2 separate regions of the Astyanax mexicanus genome follow, and region 2 is linked to region 1. The links are chromatin contacts, called in public Hi-C maps. All regions are on one chromosome and are shown on one strand. Each heading gives the region's core, a stretch centred on a gene start, on an enhancer-like site or on the middle of the called end of the contact. The rest is flanking DNA. Distances are from core to core; before and after follow the strand shown.

Region 1 (4,987 bases), core at 1,748-4,247:
ATTTGAAATCCTAAATACCCACAAACCCTTAGAAGGCTGTAGTAAAAAGTAAAAGAAGTAGTATTAACAGCCATATCCTAACCTTTACAAATAAATTGTAGGAGCATTGCGCACATAACCCAATACCCCGATGGAAGACGAAGCTTGCAACAAGGAAGAATTGGTAAAATATCCCACACAAGATGTGAAAGGTGTCTACAAACTGGGAAATGTGCCAAATGGCAATATCAACAATCAAATAACAATATCAAATATTGGCTGTGCTAAAAGCCCTATACATAGCAATGTGCTATTCACTCTTTCTTTTGAGTGATCTTAAAACGTAAAATTATATGCTGGCCAAGATAATCCAAGAGAAGCCACTGGAGAAGATGGGCTGGACCCCTTTTCATAGCGTCTTGCAATCCTAATTATTTTAAAATGAATTTTATACATTTTTAATCTTAGTTTTATCTTGCAGAATTCCCAGTGTCTTGAAAACAGCTCATGTAATTTATCTGCATAAAGGTGGTGAGAAAAAGTTAAATAACTATAGGCCAGTCTTAAAACTGCCATGTTTAGCTAAGATGTTAGAGTCTCTAGTGAACCAACAATTCAGTTTTTATATAAGTATCAGTCTGGTTTCAGAGAAGGCACTATCTCTGCTACAACACTGGTTTTAAACAATCTCTATTCAGACATGGACAAGAAGAAACATTGTGCAGCTGTTTTTATAGACTTCACAAAAGCTTTTGACAAAGCTGATCACTCTCTTCTTTTAAGGACCTTAAATGTCACTGAATAACTTGTTTAAAGGTATATCTCAAGGTTCAATTTTGGGTTCAGTTTTATTTAATATATACATCACAGATATTGTTGCCTCAGCTTCTACCTCAGACTGCAAAATCCTTCTTTATGCAGAGGACAATTTTATATTGCTCAGCTGATTCTGTTCAGGCTGCAGCAAGAAAATTACAGAACTCATTTAATGATTTTTACAAGTTGCATTGTTTAAGCACAAACTAGTTTTAAAATGCCATAAAAACTAAGTTCATGTTGTTTTCCAGATCTCTAAATACTGATTTCAGTACTGTAAATATTACAACCCTGGAAGGATCCACCATTGAGAGAGTCACAGAATATAAATACCTTGGCATATGGTTGGATGATAAACCCACTTTTTAACAACACATAAATAAACTAGTCAGTAAATGCAGACGGAAGTGTTATTTTATAGACACTCCCCATGCACGCCAGGAAAAGATTAGTTGAGGCAACTTTCCTATCAGTGCTGGACTTCAGTGACATTATTTATAAATATGCTCCCTCCAGCTCCCTCAAATAATGGACCCAGTGTATCGCTCTGCACTGAGGTTCATTACTGGAAAGCCGTACAGAACTCACTGTGAGCTCTATGCAAAAGTCGGTTGCCCATCTTTAACGATACGAAGAAAAACACACTGGTTGATTTTTATTTATAAAGGAACTCTCCAGTCATTTGCCAGAATACATTACTTCACTAAAGAATGTAAATAACAGTAATTATCTGACTCGATCTAGTGATTGGATCAGCTTTATTTTTTTAAGTTTTGTACTATTGCTTTTACACTTATTTTGATTTTCTTTATTATTATTATTATTATTAATATTGCTTTTATTTTTTTATTCATTTATTTATTTGTATTTTGCTTACTGTATTATGCAACACTTAGTTTTAGCTTAATTTTAACTATTTTTTGTTGTATTAATCTTATCTTCCTTTGTTTTTCTATCTATTTTTTATATTTTATTTACTGTTATTCTAAAATGATTAGGTTTATGTGATATATGCATGATGTCCTCTTCTCTCTGCAGCTCTAAACTTTGCTGTTGAGCACTTTTTTAAGCATTTACCTGAGTCTTTTATCATAGTTGGTCACCAAAAGGAAACTGAAGATAGTCCAAAATTATTTTTTTCCCACTCATCATTTTCTTACCATACTAATTTTATTATTGTTTATATTATTATTATTATTATTATTATTATTTTTATCACTTAAATTTAATATTATTAATGCTAGTAGTAGTAGTAAAATTATACAGAAAGAGATGCTATCATATGATGCCCATTTGTAAATCCACTGACTCTTAACAGTACAGCCTTATTTTAGGAAGGAATTACCTCGTATGTGTACTTGTTCTGCAGGTTCCACTGGTAAATAGGGCATTTTGCTGCTGGATTTGGAGGCTGTGCTCTGTCTGGTGTGGCTACTGTTACACCTTCAATCTGCACAGAACACAGAAAAAAAGCTCATACAACATTCAATATTTGAATTAATAAGACAGGTTATACGTTTGTCAAAGACAAGACATACAGATATGTATCTGAAACCACTCACCAGTGTAGTTTTACCCTCCTTCTTTTCCACAACTGAAAAACAGAAGATATCCACATAGTCGTAGAGCATGGTTTATATAGCACTGGACTAACTGTGCGGTTTGTTCTGTTTAACCCTCCTGCATTTCTCTCTGCACAGCAGGATGTTCAGTACTTACTTAATGACAGCATGAAACAAATTAAAGTTATTTACACGCTTTAAATCGGATCTCGATTATTCTCATTTATTCCGTAGATTTAGTCATTTTTCTTGCTTTTTAAACACAACGTCAGTTCACCTGTTTACAATTTTATAAAGAAAAGCAGCACGTTATTAATCTGTCTTCTATAAAATGGGTAAAGAGTGAGGTCTTTCAGAAGACCAGCCCGTCCCTATAGTCGCTACTTACCCTGCCGAATCCCCCGAGCAGCGGGGAAGCAGAAGCCGGTCAGCGGGGGTAAGAAGGGTACGCGGGTTAAAGTACCGGAGGTTGCGGCGCAGTAAGCGGTACTGAGAGCCGCTCTCACACAGCTCAGAACTCGCAGAGCCGCCATGCTCTTACCGACCTTCACTTCCTAACACTTACTAGCACTCCCGCTCCTGAGATAACGGTACCGCGCGCTACTGCCGCCTGCTGATCCGGAGTGTACAGACAGGCTTCAGGAGAACAGACTGACAGCAGAACCGCGGAAACACAGCCCAACACCAGCAGCGGCTCCAGCCCAGCGCCACAGCGTCCCAGTGCTGCTGATTACTCTGTTATTTAGGATGTATTCGGTACTTAGATCTACTTTTATCTGAAATTGCGGCAACCCAGGTCACATAAGCTAAAGTTTATGTAATATTTACGCCGCCTAATGGATTATGTTTATGTTTAGGCCTGTTTGCGATCAAGTTTAATACTTGCAAATATAACGTAGGTGTACACAAAAAGGCCAGGAATAAGTTATAAGTATAAGCAGCTTCGAGATTAAGTTTAAAGGTAATTAACTGAGTGATTTGTCTAATATTAGCGTACACAGACAACATAACCCTGCAGGCACGTCTGACAACAGAACATGCGGACAAGACATGATACGTTCAGTATAAGCATTATTAGGTAGAAGTGCCTTATAAAGTGATAATGAAATAGGTCTTTAGCTCATGTTTGAAGATAGAAAGTGAACAAGTGGACTTTAAAGTACACCCAGTGTCAAACAGCACATACACTGTGTTCTCTTTTTAAGTTCCTCTAGGTGTCAAATAAAACAATAACGCTTTAACGTGAGAGGTGTGAACAAAGATAATTTAAACCACCAAATTTTATGTAAACAACAATATTATGTTGTTCTTTTTATTTTTTCAGAAAAGTTTGTATTCTTTTGTGTACTGCGTACTGCGCTGAAATGGACAGACAAGAGCTGAGAAAGTACTGAGAAAGCAGGCTGTGTCTGTGAGCTTGTTTTTAATAATAAATGGCCAGCAGAGGGCACTGCAGCACCTTAAACAGAATAATGAACAGAATAAAATTGTATGAATGAAAGCTTGTGACAGAGTGGCACCTGACCCTAGTGTGGTACTATGTGGTATTTATCTGTCTATATGGTATTAAAGTAAAAAGCAATTATCAATATATAAAGAACTTAAGTTGTACATTCGTCATTGTCCAACTGGAACAGTTCCTCATTCAAAAAATATATCTGGCCTTTACCTACATTTGAAAGGAATAAATGAATCATTATGTCTCTTTTCAATACAAACACAATAGTGCTTCTGCATTCAGCAAATAGAAGTATAACTTCACAAGGGTAAGAGGAGTTCCACTGGCAGACTTTTTGTTTTCTTTGAGTGCTGCCATAATGGCCAATCAAAAATCTTATGCTCTCAGCTTCATTCCTGAATGTTGTTCAGTGACCATTTTCAAGCATCCCAAGTGTTATTTTGTCAACCCCACACTCGCTGCTTAGCAACCATTGCTATGTGCCTTTGTTTTGAGCCTTATTTATCAGTTTGCTGGTGTTTGAATGGGAAGCTGCTGCCATGGCATGGTTTTACTCACAGTAAATACAGAATTCCAAATTTTAAAACATAAAACATTTAAAGCAGTTTTAATTTTGTGGTAAAGAGGTCGTACGTAGGTGCTGACAATTAATAGAACAAAAAGTACCAACATGTCTGTCTATTTCATTTATTCCTTATAAGGTGCTTGGTAAAAAAATTGCTGATTGGGAAACTGAAACCATTTTATGTTAAGCAATTTTATTTGCACTCTTGACCTCTCATGTACTAATTCTACATTATATGTACATTATATATTACAGTGCTGTGGGATCATTGCAGTGTCTAGAAAAATTGGCACAGTCTTTCCGCACGCACACTTATATGTGACGACTCACATGAAGCAATCTAATTATGCCCTATATATCTCACCGCTCTTTCCACCAGCACCGAAAATGGCAAGCATGTGATTCCTGTCATAATTTAAGATCACCATGTGCAAACCCCTCACAGCAGGAAGCTCATTGCTATTTTAAAACATGCTTTATATGCTGACTATGATATAGCGTAGTTCATTGATGACACTCCAATAACTATTATATTTACTAATTTAATGGTGTGATTAAATTTGGGTATTTTGTAATCAGTAAAGCAGAATATGTATGGAAAAAAGG
Region 2 (5,359 bases), core at 1,367-3,866, 89 kb after region 1:
CTACAGACGGCAAACCAATGGGTGAATCTCTCATTGAAAGTGTGGAGAGAGGTGGTTAAACATTTCCAACTCCAAAAAGAAATTAAACTACTAAGGTGGCCAGCCTATGATACTGATTTTATGCCAGCATTACTAGACCATAGATATAAGCAATGGACTGGCTCCGGTATTACTGCATTATGTAAAATAGTAAAAGACTGGGAACTAAATAGTTTTGCCTCTTTATGTAAGTCACATGGGTTGAGTAGTCAAGATTTCTATAGGTATTTACAGCTCCGCAATTACTTTCATAAAAAGATAAAGGGTCCACATTTTAGTGAACTGCCAATTGTAATCCAGGTATTCATTAATGCTTATAACTCTGGAAATATGAAAAGCCTTATAAGCAAGTTATACAATGGCATCATAATATTGAAAAAGGATTCAACTGACTATGTAAAACATCGTTGGGAAAAGGAGCTGAAAATTGAAATAACTGAGGATATGTGGCTGACAGCCTGGAAAATACAGTCAACCACTACATGTTCACTGGATTGGAGAGATTTCTGTTGGAAGAACTTAATTAGGTTTTTCATCACTCCTAAACAGAAATCTAAACAGCTTGGCACTCAATTACAGTGTTGGAGGAACTGTGGAACAATCTTGGCTGATCATGCACACATTTTTTGGTCTTGCCCCTTCATTCAGTCTTTTTGGAAGGACGTGGCTGCGATTGTCGCAAGAATTCTGGGATTTGGCATTAACACAACTTTCACATGCATGTATCTCTGTATCTTTCCAGATGGTCTGAGTAATGATGACATGTATCTCCTAAAGATTCTATTAGCCGCAAGCAAGAAGGCCGTTACCAAATGAAAAAAAAGCTCGTACAGTTGGTACTTTTATCTCCATTGTTAAACAAATGCACCTTCTAGAACAGATGACCTTTTCAATAAGACTCCAGAAAGAACTGGGAGAAAAAAGATGGGGTAAATGGAGAGTTTATTTAACCAAACTGAAAGATAGCCCATATTGACTTTTGATTTAAAGTAAGTATATGGAATTGTCAAACCCAGCTATTCTGTGACCTCATGTGTCTTTTTTTTTTTTCTCCCTCCCCCTTTTCCCTTTTAGCTTTCTCACTCACCTTATTATTTGTTCCCTTTTTTGAACACTGTGTTAGGTTGTTTTGTATCTCAAAATTGTGAATAAATAAAGAGTATATAAAAAAAAAAAGTCTCCTGTTATAGACCTACATAGACTGTCTTTGGAATACCTGCACAGGACCACAAGGTACTGAATTCTTACTAGTTCTGGGAATTCTGAAAGTTTAAGAAGACAGAAGGGCCTTTTCTAGAAAGCCTTCCGACTCTGGAGTAGATTAACAGAAAATGTTTGGCACTTAATCTAGCGTCTAGCCTGAACACTCACCTGCTTAGTTAAGCTTTGTGTATTTAAAGTTTTCCTTTAGATACAGGATGCAGATGCAGGGATTTATAGGATTTGTGGTAAACTGAGATGCTGGAGCTATCATCCAGCCGTATTTTGATTAATCTACTTTGCTGCAATATGAGTTGTAAGAAATGATTTATATCTAGAAATTTGATTGTGCTTATCACAATAACACCATACAGTGCTGGTCTCTTTTAAGTGGTATCTTACCAATGGTATTAAAAGCAAATATTTTAATGATGATTCATATTTGATATATGATTCATATTTCTTGCTGTCTTTGTGCTATAATTGTTAAGTATTATTGTGATAAGGTCAAAAAAAGGAAATGTAACTAAAAAGAAAAAAAACGTTTTCTCAGTGACCAAAGTTTCTACTCCAAACCATGGGTTCAAAATCAGGTAAAATATAAAATTAAAATATTCTCAAATGTCCCACTATACCATACTTATGATAATGCCTAATTTAGAGCCCCAAATACATTTACAGTGTCATGCCTGCAGTTTTATACGCCTCTGAGGTCAATTTGTAGTCATTTGCACACACAAGTGCTGGACTAAACTGGTTTGATTTGTTTGATGTTTTGGAAAATCGCCCCTATTGGACTAAAGTATATTTCCAACAAACTACTGTATGATCACCGAGAGGGCCTGATTGGTGGCATTTGCCGCTGTTAATTAATGGCCAAGTACCAAGTGACATGACCTCAAAAGTCAATAGCACTGAGTTTGACTTTTAGCCCATGTGCTTTTAAAAGTCTGGGGAGGCAGTGTGAGCCAGATCATGCAGGCGGGTGGGGGCATAGCTGAAAGAGTGTGTTGTGTCCGTTCTTTAAAGGGTCAGCATAGCGATGTCCAGCATGCGTGGCTGCCTGATCAAAGGGCTGGTTTATTTAGAGACTGAGACAGATCAGTCATCAGCAGGCTGTCCTTAACTGCACACTTTCTCACACCCTGTGTGGGCAATATAATAAAGCTTAACATCCAACACACCCACTTAACAAACATCTAGATTTGAGGTCTCAGGACCAAACTTTAGCTTCGAAACTTTTAACAACAATTGTAGCAGGACAATATTTAGAAACTCCATTCCTGTCTTAAACAGCTAATGGTAAACTATATGACCATCAAAGTGTCTAGCCACACACACGCACACACGCACGCACACACACACATGCACACACACACACGCATACACACACACACAAACGCACGCACACACACACCTGCACACACCAATAGGCACAGCTGTTGGGTCCTGCTGATCATTGGAGAAAGAAAGCAAAGAAGTCTTGTAGAACTACAAGCAGTAATGTATGGTAAAATAGACAGTGCGTGTTGGAACACTGGTGTATATGGCGTATATGATTGGTGTATATGTTTATGATACACACATTCTGTTCTGATTCATTTCACCCAGTAGAGACAGTAAAAGCTTCAAAGGGTAAATAAATATGAATAATTTTACATTTTATTCTGCAAAAACACACCACTGCCTATAAGGCACAATTTGTGTTTTTGCTTTATTTAAAATAGCTGAATATATAAAATCTAGAATGTGAAATGTACAAACACTTTTTTTATTTAGTCCATTCATCATAAAGGACAGCTGTCAAATGTAATTAATATCAAAAAGTAAAAATAACTGATTTGTGTGAGAGTAAATATATATTTAATTCAGCAAAAAAGGAAACGGTGCCTAAAATGTGCAATAAAAATGTGTGAGGCAGAGGATTTATTTACTTATTTTCCCATAGAAAATCAACACAATGTGTTATTTGACAAGGGGTAGCCAACTTTTGTAAATGATAGTTATGGGAATAATCATCACTTGAGACCTATTGACACCAAGTCATATATTTTGCAAAAATGGAGAGAAATGGGAAGCGAGTGAGAGAGAAAATTGTAATCCCAGATCATAAAGAGACGCATATTCTTGTGAGACGCATTGTGCTTGACGTTGCTCTTTACTCTGCACTGGATTGTGATAAATGCAACACAATCCCAGTATCAACAGCCAACCACCAATAGTCATGTGCAGGCACACACACATTGCTTGAGACTGAATACACTCTACGTGCTTCTCAGCATGTATTTCTTGTGACAAAGGGCTTGTTCTGAGTTAACCACTTAATATCTGCCTGATGTTTCCTCCTTACACTAAGGCTGTTCTTTACATTACTTTTTACATTTAGTCCTGCAGAAGGATATTATTAAATGAGTGTTGTGTGTGTGTGTGTGTGCCAGCTGAAGCTTTTTTAGGAATAGATATTTAAAAAAAATAACAATGTGAATATCCAAACAGGTCAATTACTCTACACTCTAAGAAATATAAGTACAGATTTGTACTTAAAAGAGTACAAAGCTTGTCGCTGGGGCTGTACCTTATATTAAGGTTCAAAAAAGTACCTTTCAGTGAAAGTACTTTTTTGTACCCATGGTTTTTGTGCCAGCAAAGATTATAAAGATTATAAACATTGTCATCAACTAAAAATGTCTCAAAAACTTGATGATACAAAATTGTCTGGCTTTCAAATAAAAAATGTGCAATTTAAATATATACTGTTCATTAGTACAGTGATGCAGAATACTGAATGTACCTTTTGGCTGGTTAAATGGTACAAATCTGTACTTATTGCTGTTAGAAATGACTTTGTACTTCAGAGGGAACAAATCTGACCCTGTAAAGACCAATATTGTACCTTTGAGGGTACAATTATAAAGAATGTACCTTCGAGTACAAAAAAGTACTCATATCGTACCTCTGTTTTTTAGAGTGTAACACGCTATCAATGTATCTTACAGAACAAAGAGTCTATACAGTGTTTAGCATCTGTTTTCATTTTTCTGTCTCTTTCCTTATGTCTGTCTCATGGTTTGTAGAGCCCCCTGTGCTTATTCACTTTTAAAACTCCTCTTATTTTTTTTTCCTTCTGGGAAGAAAATCTATTCAAGGATATTTTGGCTTACTTTGACTCTCTTTCACTATTTCTGCTTCTAACCCTGTATACTTTCTCTTTGTAGGCACCCCCTCCTTCCCGTCTCAGCTGACAGTCTGACAGTGCAGCACGGCTGAACCCAGCACTTTGGCAACGTGCAGTTTGCCATGTCTGCTGTTGCTATGGGAACCAGCTACACAGTGGAAAAAGTGAGAGAGAGAGAGAGAGAGAGAGAGAGAGAGACCTTTAATGGTGAGTGAACAGTGGCCACTGCCGGTGAGACTGCAGACTCATTCAGGGAAAATGTGTCCGACAGAAGCAAGACTTTGCAGTCAAAGAACCGTCTGAGGCTTTTGGCCTTGAGCTGTCTGTTCTATATTTAGATTCTGCTGCAAGCATGACCAGGAGAAACCAAGTTCATTCATGGAGCGCCTTGTGTCACATATCACTTATATTTGGGTGGCAGGCATAGTTGAAATGATTTAGAATCCCATTCAATTCACAGTCCATCCATTTAAGAGGATAATTAGCAATTAGGCATGAAACAAGTAATGCAATATTAGGACAGTTGTGCCTCTTGCTCTGTATTTTGTTCCTCAGATATCAAATGACACTTAAGACTGAAGCTGGACTATGACCAGAAACATATTACTAAAGCAACGGAAGATATCTGAATATAATAATTTGCATAGGGACCAATTATATCCATCTACAATAGTCAGAAGAGACTAAAGTGGTCCAAGTAGTTCCAGTGTCAAAACATTAAACATGGTGATTAAATTGTTCTAGACGATGTCCAAAGCCACAATTTAGCCTGGCCCCATCCCATTGCAGCTTACAGTGCTGAACTGCTGGATGTCCAAGTGGTTTTGGTTAAAGCCTGGTCTTTTAGGTAGGGATGTTGTCCACCCCACCTGGGGATGCTGCTTGTGCTTACTGTGATGCAGCCTAACTTTTTAGTTAGACAGCAAAGTAGTATAAACAGCTGTT

The links. A called contact is a pair of places that touch in the nucleus more often than the background predicts.
Region 2: a Hi-C map of muscle shows a contact between it and region 1, with 17 times the contacts expected there. The contact joins the enhancer-like site here to the promoter of mrps18a in region 1. A contact is called at or near these places in 2 of 3 Hi-C or Micro-C datasets (both in muscle).

The regions. Positions count from the first base shown.
Region 1 is chr2:26,784,181-26,789,167 of AstMex3_surface, forward strand. mrps18a (mitochondrial ribosomal protein S18A) reads right to left here and starts at 2,998. Exons shown (of 6, transcript XM_022663942.2): 1 at 2,746-2,998; 2 at 2,358-2,389; 3 at 2,141-2,245. The coding sequence starts at 2,890.
Region 2 is chr2:26,873,250-26,878,608 of AstMex3_surface, forward strand. No RefSeq gene overlaps it. Among protein-coding and RNA genes, the nearest start is that of LOC125798106, 55 kb to the left of the region's middle. Within about 2 kb of position 2,617, the one cell type or tissue checked has an H3K27ac peak away from gene starts, as active enhancers do.